Linked DNA regions of Mus musculus: region 2 is linked to region 1. Evidence: chromatin contacts called from public HiChIP or PLAC-seq data. All regions are on one chromosome and are shown on one strand. The core of a region is the stretch at or near the end of the contact, and the rest is flanking DNA. Distances in the headings are between cores, read along the strand shown.

Evidence for each region. HiChIP or PLAC-seq counts read pairs in DNA pulled down with a chosen protein or histone mark.
Region 2: an Esrrb HiChIP or PLAC-seq map of embryonic stem cells shows a contact between it and region 1, with 8 times the contacts expected there. The contact joins the promoter of Col6a1 here to the promoter of Pcnt in region 1. A contact is called at or near these places in 21 of 39 promoter capture datasets (the 3T3-L1 cell line, 3T3-L1-derived adipocytes, the HPC-7 cell line and 13 more), 6 of 15 datasets of contacts at CTCF or cohesin (CD8 T cells, the NIH/3T3 cell line, embryonic stem cells and 3 more), 152 of 484 Hi-C or Micro-C datasets (the 63-12 cell line, the AML12 cell line, the AtT-20 cell line and 87 more), 37 of 115 datasets of contacts at active chromatin or transcription factors (CD8 T cells, the NIH/3T3 cell line, PVALB interneurons and 24 more) and 5 of 9 other capture datasets (adipose tissue, embryonic stem cells, liver and 2 more).

What each region holds. Positions count from the first base shown.
Region 1 is chr10:76,440,364-76,444,637 of GRCm38.p6, forward strand. Pcnt (pericentrin (kendrin)) reads right to left here and starts at 2,549. Exons shown (of 42, transcript NM_008787.3): 1 at 2,202-2,549. The coding sequence starts at 2,255.
Region 2 is chr10:76,723,828-76,728,101 of GRCm38.p6, forward strand. It overlaps Col6a1 (collagen, type VI, alpha 1), which reads right to left and starts at 2,217. Exons shown (of 35, transcript NM_009933.4): 1 at 1,993-2,217; 2 at 1,112-1,241. The coding sequence starts at 2,086.

The sequences.
Region 1 (4,274 bases), core at 1,299-3,798:
AAATTGAGAGCAGTAGTAGAAGCAGAGGTAAACCAGGAAGAAGTAACAAAACCACAAGGTCACCACACTTGTGGGGAGCATGAGGTCCGCGCTAGCGCCAACCACTCAGCCGCACGGGGGCGAGCGACCGCTTTCCCAGAAAACACTGCCTTCACTGACATCGATGCCCTTGGCATGAAGCTCAAAAATGACACGGAGTCTACAAATGGCTATTAATGATGCCTACAAGCAGGCAAAAAGAAAGCAATATGGCTGGGTGAAAGATTGGCTGTTCTAAGCCTTGGATAGTTTACAACAGATTTAAAATGCATCGATTTAACACACTGAGAGCTTAATTAAGTCTATATTCAAGTCTTAAAACTATGACATGAAGCTAGATCATCCCCTTCTTGCCCCCATTCGTCCCTAATGGAAGCAATCCATCGCCCAGCCAAAACTTCTTAGCCATAGACTCTGAGACGAGGTACAGAAATAGCAAAAACTTAATTAAGCCAGGTCAATCTAGCATCTTCCTTTGCAGAATCTTGATGCTCTACTTCTGACACAGCGCAGCAAAGCACTAGGGAGCATCCCAGAATGTTGCCTGCCAGTCAGAGGCACAGCGTAGCTCCTTTCTGTCCCTCAGATACAAGGCTTTTTGACTGTATTCACACACAATCTCCTCCTCGTACCCTATTCAAAAAGGCAAGCGCTGGTGTGCCAACGTCTCACTGGGGTGGGGTGGGGGGACATCTATTCCCTCAAATCACAACCAAGGCCACCCAAGCAGATGTGCCCCTGTTGATGAAAAGAGAAACGCACAGTTTCGTTGGCGGAGGAAATTAACAAGGCCACTTATCTGTGGGAAGAGAAATTTGAAGGGCACTGCCTACAGTACCAACTCTGTTCTAATCTCTTGCCTTCTCCACTGAATGCAACTGTCTGCCTCAGAGCTCGCCCTCTGCAGCATGTACTTGGTCTCTGGCCATGAACCTTCAATGAGTGGCCTTCTGGTTCGTCTCATTAGCCTCCATCTCCCTAAGGATATCTAATTGGGTTCACAAACCCACCCAAGTACAGACACCAGTTCCCCTGGTGAAGTACTAAACTTCACATGCCCTCATTTCTCAAAGTGTCTATCTACATGTGCCCAGCTTATACCCCATAAGGGCCACAATGGCTTCTGGCCGGCACCTGTAATCTGACATTGCTGTGCTCTCATTTCCTCTGTGTATTTTGCATGTTTTTTCGAAGTGGGTGCAGGGTGATAGTGGTGGTGGGGTTGTTGACACAAATGAAGAATTGCTGTTACTAGGCGAACCACAAAATCAACACAGCCCTTTCATGAAGGCTATAGCTATACTGTCCTGACAGTACAGGGTAGGGACACAGCCTCTGGTTCCACAGCCATGATAGCTGGCCAGAGATCCACTTCCAAAATGTTCGCACCTTCTCTTCCTCTGAATCCCCATCACCTTTCAAATAACTATCTTGCCAGGCAGTGGTCGTGCATGCCTTTAATCCCAGCACTTGGGAGGCAGAGGCAGGAGGATTTCTGAGTTCGAGGCCTGCCTGGTCTACCAAGTGAGTTCCAGGACAGCCAGGACTATACAGAGAAACCCTGTCTCGAAAAAAACAAAACAAAACAAAACAAAAAAACAAAACAACTATCTTAACAGCCACAAGTGTTCCCAGGGTAGAGTCTCAAACAAATTCAAAATCTGAGGCAGAAGGAGGTGAGAAGAGGACCCTCGGTAGTATGGCAGTTGTGGGGCCCGGCCAGAGAGCGAACAACGAAATACAACAACAGGACACCACTAGGGAGCAAAGTTCTTGGTTCCCTGGGAAAATAAAGTCTGAAGACGGTCTTTAAAAAGCCTTGGACAGTTTAGTCTCAGGAAAGTGCCTGAGCACCGGAAGCACAACAACTAAGAATGCTAGGTGACCAGGACCCGCCCATGGCGCTCGGGCCCACCTACAAGTCGTACGTCTCTGACGCTGATTGGCTGTGGGTGTAATAGGGCGGAGCGAGACAGAGGGCGCTGGATTCAAGATGGCGGCGCCTAGGAAGTGAATTCCGCAGAAGCGGCGGGAAGGACAAGCGCCCGGCAGTTCCCACTGCTCCACCGCCACCGCTTGTGTCAAGCGGCGGTCTGAGCACCGGAACCGCTTTAGGATTTCTTCCCCACCGCAAAGCTGAGAGAAGGATGCTACCGTCTAACCTTGGCTCTCCCAGCCTCCACCTTCCTGCGCCGCTGCTCCTGCTCGTCTTCCATCTCCACCTGGGCTCCCGGCGAGTCGCTCGGAGGTGACAGGGCGGCGGCGACACCGCCTTCGCTCTATTTACACTCCCTCCCTTCACCCACTCGCCTCCCCACCCCCCATACACACAACTGTCAGCTTCGCCCCGCCAATCCGGAGCCCCGTGTGGCCTTGCGCACGCGCGCTCCGCTGACGCTCCAAGGGCGGAGAGCCATCTCTCTGGTCCCCAATTGGTACGCCGACGCTCTCCACCCTCTTCATCCACGCCAATGAGCGAGGCGCGGCGTTCCCGGGGCTCGCGGGCGTTCGTCGACTGGGCGGCGGGAAGGTTTGGACAAACCGTTTTCCCGAGGCGGTGCTACCTATCGCCCTCTCCCGACAGGAGGAGGACTTACATACCAGCGGCTCTCCATGCCTCCGGTGCGCTCTGGGCACTCTCTCCCGCACTTTGCCAAAGTCGTTTTTTCTGTCGCGATGTGTTTCTGCGAACACTGGGGCATCCTCTAGGATCCACCAGCCCCCACTTTTGGTTCTCAGGTGCAGTCAACTGGGAGTCCTGCTTCCCTTCTTTGACCACTTCGGCCCCTCCTGAACACGGTCCCCTGTCTTCAATCCAAATCCAAAGAACAGAGTATAGCCAGAGTTACTCATTGAATGACACCTAAAACTTAGACCGCTGTCCCCAGTGGACCCCAGAGTTGCCACCCAGGGCCGTTTTGCATTCACGCACACGCTTCAATGTACAGAGTCGCTGTGTGTTCAGGCACCTGACTCTCACTCCATCCATCACCTCTACCAGGAAAGTCTTTCTGCCATAAGGAAATAAAGAAACTATGGTCCATTTGTAGTAAGAGGCGCGTTTAAAGCTCATCGGTGGATTACAGGAAATTAGGAGGATTGGGCCCTTGGATTCCCTAGCCGGCAGCAGGTTCTTTCTTGCCTAACATTTATTAATTTATCATTGGGTTGAAACGTTGCAGGCTGTTAACATGACTAACATAAAAGGAGAGGATCTGAGCTCCAGGATATATGTCAAGAGCTTTGCATCCTGCACGGATAGGATAGGGAAGCTGGAGAGAGGGTAATGCCTATAAGAATGAATCCTCCTGAAGAACTCAGTAGTGTGGAATTTGGGAACAGGGAAATGCCGTAAGGGCTATAAAACCTATTTTATACCAAATCTGCATGACAGCCGTTTTTGCCTTCTCTCTAGGCTGACACCCAACTTTACAAGATCCAAAAAATAAATTGTTTCACTTTCATGACTCAAAAGACTTCAAGCCTCTTAGGAAGTGTCTCTTGCACTGATGAAAACACTGAGTGGGTGGGGGTCCCTCTGGACAGACCTATCCTCTAGGATATGTTGGTCTCAGTCTTTGAGCCATGCAATATTTAAGGAATGTTTGAAGGGTGGTCGGTCATATTTTACATATCAAAACTTAAAGGACTGGAGAGATCAGCAGTTAAGAGCATTAGCTGCTCTTCCAGAGAACCCCCAGTTGATTCGCAGTACCCAATGGTGGCTCACAATTGTTACTCCAGTTCAGAGGATCTGATGCACACCTCTGGCTTCTGAGGGCACCAAAAACTCATGTGGCGCACATTGGTACCCATAAAATAATTTTTAAAGTATAAATAAATACCTAATAATATTTATTTCTTTGAACTATGAGTATGTTTGTGTCTCTGTGTGGAACTGGCAGGTATCCTTAGAGGTAAGAAGAGGGTGTTAAATGCCCTAAAGCTGGAGTTACAGGCAATTGTGCGTCAACAGATGTGGGTTCTGGGATCTAAATTACCCCCTCACTCACTAAGGAAATCCCTGCTTCGTATAGTGGCACGTGTCTTATACCCAGCACTGGAGAGGTGGGTCTCTGAGTTCAGGGCCAGCCAGGGCTAAAAAGAGAGACCCTATGTAAATATAAAATAAAAAGACTTGCTTGCTTAAAGCCCAATGTTAAGAAGACATTTTCTGCAGTGGGGTTCCCTTCTCTTAGAACCAGATGTGGGTTCTGGCATCTAAATTCTCTCAG
Region 2 (4,274 bases), core at 967-3,466, 280 kb after region 1:
GTGACCCCCAGCTGGGGGTCCCAGACCACCACCACACACTGCAGAAGACTGGGTGGGACTAGAGTCAGGCACAAGCCAGATTTAACTAGAGCATGGTGGTTTCTGAAGTTGGTCGAGTTCCCTCTACCCTGCTCTGTAGCATCTGGCCCCACAGCTGTCTAGGATCTGAGATGGGGGCCCACATATGTATTTTCAAGAGACAGAGTGACCAAGGCCCCTATAGTGAAGCTAATAGAATTATATGTAGTTTCACCCCATTTCACAGGTGGGATCCTGAGACACCAGAAGCTAAGTAAAGGAATGGAGGAGACCCACTGTTATCTGTACTTAGATCAACTTTTTCCTCCCTACCAGGCTCAGACATTTTCCCTAAATTCAGGTCCCCGAGGTGGACAGCCTTGGGGGTAGCTGGATCACCCCAGTCTGCTGGAGCTCACTTATCTCCATGGGCAGAGAGCCCCGGGCCCTGGATGGGTAGTTAGCATGATTGAGGCCTAAGATAGCATGTATGGGCTAAGTTCCTGTCCTCACAGTGACTGACTGTGGGGACCCTGCTAGGGGAAGAGACTCACGATCTGCATCCTTCCTCAGGGCCTGCCCTCGGCCACACCCTCTGCTCCCAGTGCCCCGTTGAGGAGGGAGGGAGGAAGAGAGTGAATGAAGCATGCTATGTCCCACAGTCCCCTCCTCCCAGGCCCTGTGATGAAGACACTGGGGATGTTCAGCCCAGGACTTAGGTGAAGGCTCTAGTGCCCATGTGGACAGGTGGGAACTCTGGCCACAAGGCATAGCTACACATCTGGCAGACTCCTCAGACCCTGTCTGTGTGTTTGGAGTATGGAGACCTCACAACTCTATACTCAGAACGGTCTTCTCAGCCCTATTGACAAGGTGACTTCCCTCTCTCCCCGCTGTCCCTTCTCCCACCCACTCATCCTCTCTCCTGTCCCTCTGAGCTGCAGAGACATGGGATGGAGCTCTGGACAGCTTCTGGAATGTGGAGTTAAGGCTCAGCTCTACCTGCAGGTCCAGTCCCCCACCCCCACCCCCACCCCTACCCCCACCCCAGGACCACAGAGCTACAGGACAGGCCAAGGCAAGCTCATTCTACCTGTCTCTCAGGTTGTCAATGAAGCGCTTAGTGAAGGACTTCACCTTGTCCACCAAGGCCCCATAAGGTTTCAGCCTCAAGGCCACACTCTCCGAGGTGTCGAGCACGAAGAATAGATCCACAGGGCAGTCTGAGCCAGAGAAGATCCCATGAGCCATGCTCTGAGCCCCACTGGGGGCACAAGGCCCCATTCACATATCCCCATTCTGGCCAGGGGCTTCCTGGCCAGACACCATCCATTCTCACCAGCAGAGCTCCGAGCAGGTGATCAGTGCAGCCCCAGCCCCTCACCTGCCTGGTGGGTAACACCCAGCAGGGTCTGAGTGAGAGCCAAGTCTCAGGGTGTCCTGTCCTTGGACAGAGCCTTGCTCAGTTACAGTGGCCTTGGCCAGTTACAGAGTGCAGGGGCTGCCTGGGAGAACTGGACTATTTCTCCTTATGGTCTCAACCCAAAGCCACCAGATCTATGACCTCCCCCTGAGTTGTGAAGAGGCAGGTTACCTATGCTGGCTATCAAGCAAAGAGAGATTATCAGTCATTCGCTCAGGACAGAAATGGACCAGGCTCCCCTTGCTGCTCAGTCCCTCTGGAGTTTACCAACCTGTCATCTCCCTAGCATGGCAAGATTCGGGGTGACAGGACTCCAGGGCCTTTTGGCTGGGAGCCGGGTATTATATAGCTGCTTCAAGACAGGAACCAAATAGAATGCAGGCTTGGACAAGGGGAAAGTCCCCTTCTTAGTGGCTCTCCACAAGATTAAGACAAAGGGTGGGGGGGAGGTGGGACACCGGACAGTACCTTGTGGGGTATTGAGCCCCATCAACTTTCAGGCCTTCAGGCAGCTAAACACAGCACACAGGGAGCACAGCCAGTTTACTCACCTTGGAAGGCAATCGCTTTGGAGCCCTGGATGTCCTGTGTGGCCACCCAGCAGGCTTGTAGCAGCAGGGGCAGCAGAGCGTGGGCCAGCCTCATGTTTCTGGCTGGCCTGCGAGTCACCGTCAAATGTGGGCCAGGGTCAGGGTGGGCGCTGGGAAAGGCAGAGTGAGAGGTTGTCTCTGCTTGCTGCAGTCAGAGCCCAGAGCTGAGGAGAGAGCCAGGGAGGGTGGAGGGAGGGAGGGAGGGAGGTGCAAAGAGGGGAGGGATCAGGAGAGGAGGGGGAGAGGAAGGGGAGGGCCTCAAAGCTGAGTGAGTCACAGCATCAGCATCGGGTCTCTGGAACCTTGAAGAGAAAAAGGCCCTCTCCTCTCGGGTACTAGGCACCAGGACACTCCTGGGCTGTGGACTTCCTGTTGCTACGGTGTGTGGGATGTTTACCCACTCAGAGTCAACTGTCCAGTGTAACATAGAAGAAAATATATGGTGAACAAACTCTGTGATTCCCAAAAGAAGTTCCAGGAAATATTTCTGGTTGTTTCATTCCAAATACCGCCTTTGGGACTATGCAGCCCAGCTTTCTGGTGTGAGCCACAAACGTGGCTTTCTCCAGTGCTGGTGATTTCTGCGTAGCCGTCACTTTGGCTTAGTTAAATACTTAACTTGCAAAAGATATTTGATCTTTCGATCTTTATTATGGAAATCCAAGTTGTCAACACTAACCACATGGATGTATTTGTATAAGAGTCTCTTTTTATTTCTGTTTCTCTCTGTGTGTCTCTGTGTGTGTGTTGATAACATCTGGGCTCCAGATAAAGCCAGAACCATCCTTACCCAGAGCAAATTCCAGAAGAGTGGTATAGTCATTATAATACAAAAACTTGGTTACAAATTTCAGCATCATTAATAATAAAAGTCTGTAAAGAAAAGTGACAGTGACTCCTAGGACTCAGTGAGACTGTGTCCTTTGTCCTCCTCATGCCAGCCCTACAGTATATGTCACCATGGTGGACACATGTTCTTCCTGGCAGTAATCTCATGCCCACCCACCGCCCCAACCTGAGCATCAGGCCATTGGCTTTGGGCTGTGGCTTCATGCTGTACATGTGGCTTTTTTTCTTGGCCTTTGGAGCCTCCACAAGCTGAGCTATTTCCTTTATAGGGTGGTTGCACAATAAAGACAGCTTAAGCCCTTCAGGGCAGGGCCTGGTGTGTCCCTGGGTATTGATGGATACCCTGACGGACACAGGAATAGACACACTGGCAGCCATGATTCCCATGCTGGGCTTTCTAGGATGTGCTCTTCTGAGCCAAAGAGCAGGGGCCTGTCATGTAGCAGATGCATGGTATCACACAGCGACAGTCATAGAGGTCTCCCGGTTGGGTTCAGAGCCATGCCCTGTCAGCAGGCCTGGCGGATCTTGAGGTGATGAATAAAGGGTGGTCAGGAAAATACACAGCACCAGCACTCCAGTCTGCTAACCCCAGCAGGCTACATAGCATTGGCTGACTCTGGACCTGTGACCCTGATTTACTTAACCTATATTCCCCAGGATGGGTAGATGATACTGCAGATGCAGCCTCAGGATGGGGGAGGGGGGTGTAGCCCAGGTAGAGCAGTCAGCTGTGGCTTACGGGCGTTCTAACCAAGGAACTTGGGCAGACCCTTCACACAGCTGGCTGTATTCGTCCTTTTCTAGCTGGTCCGGTGCCAGTTCATGAGCTTTATACAGAAGGAGCAGGGTCTAGTGCTCTGGAGGTCTCAGCCCAGGGATACATCCCTACCCAGCAGCCCTTCCACCACCTGCGTTTCTGTGTAGACAAAGAGCCGTGATAGGGAGAACACACGCACTTACCAGAGAATCAATCCCCATCTCTGGCATGTGCCACACACAGCCCTCTCACCTCACAGCACCCGCTGTTCCTTCAATCTCCCCCAGCCTCACCCCATCTCTTTCTTTGCCTCTTTGTGTTTCTCTGTCTCTCTCCTCTCACCCCAGAATCACTTCAGGGTCCCAGTTAAGGCTACTCAGGTTATCTCTGGCCAAGCTCCTTGCTCTTCACTCCCGGTTCAAATCTTGGCCAAGCTGCGGGTCACTTTCGTACAAATCCCTCCTGGACAGAGAGTGCTCCTGAGCCAGCCTGGACTTAGTGCTGAGAGAAAGCTGCCCTACGGTGTAGCCACGGGAAGATTAGGGCTGGAAAAGTGTGGCGTCCCAAGGACCCCGAGAATCTTTCCTGTGTGAGTATAGATGCCTAACTTCTCCTGTGGGCGTGTCCAAAAGGG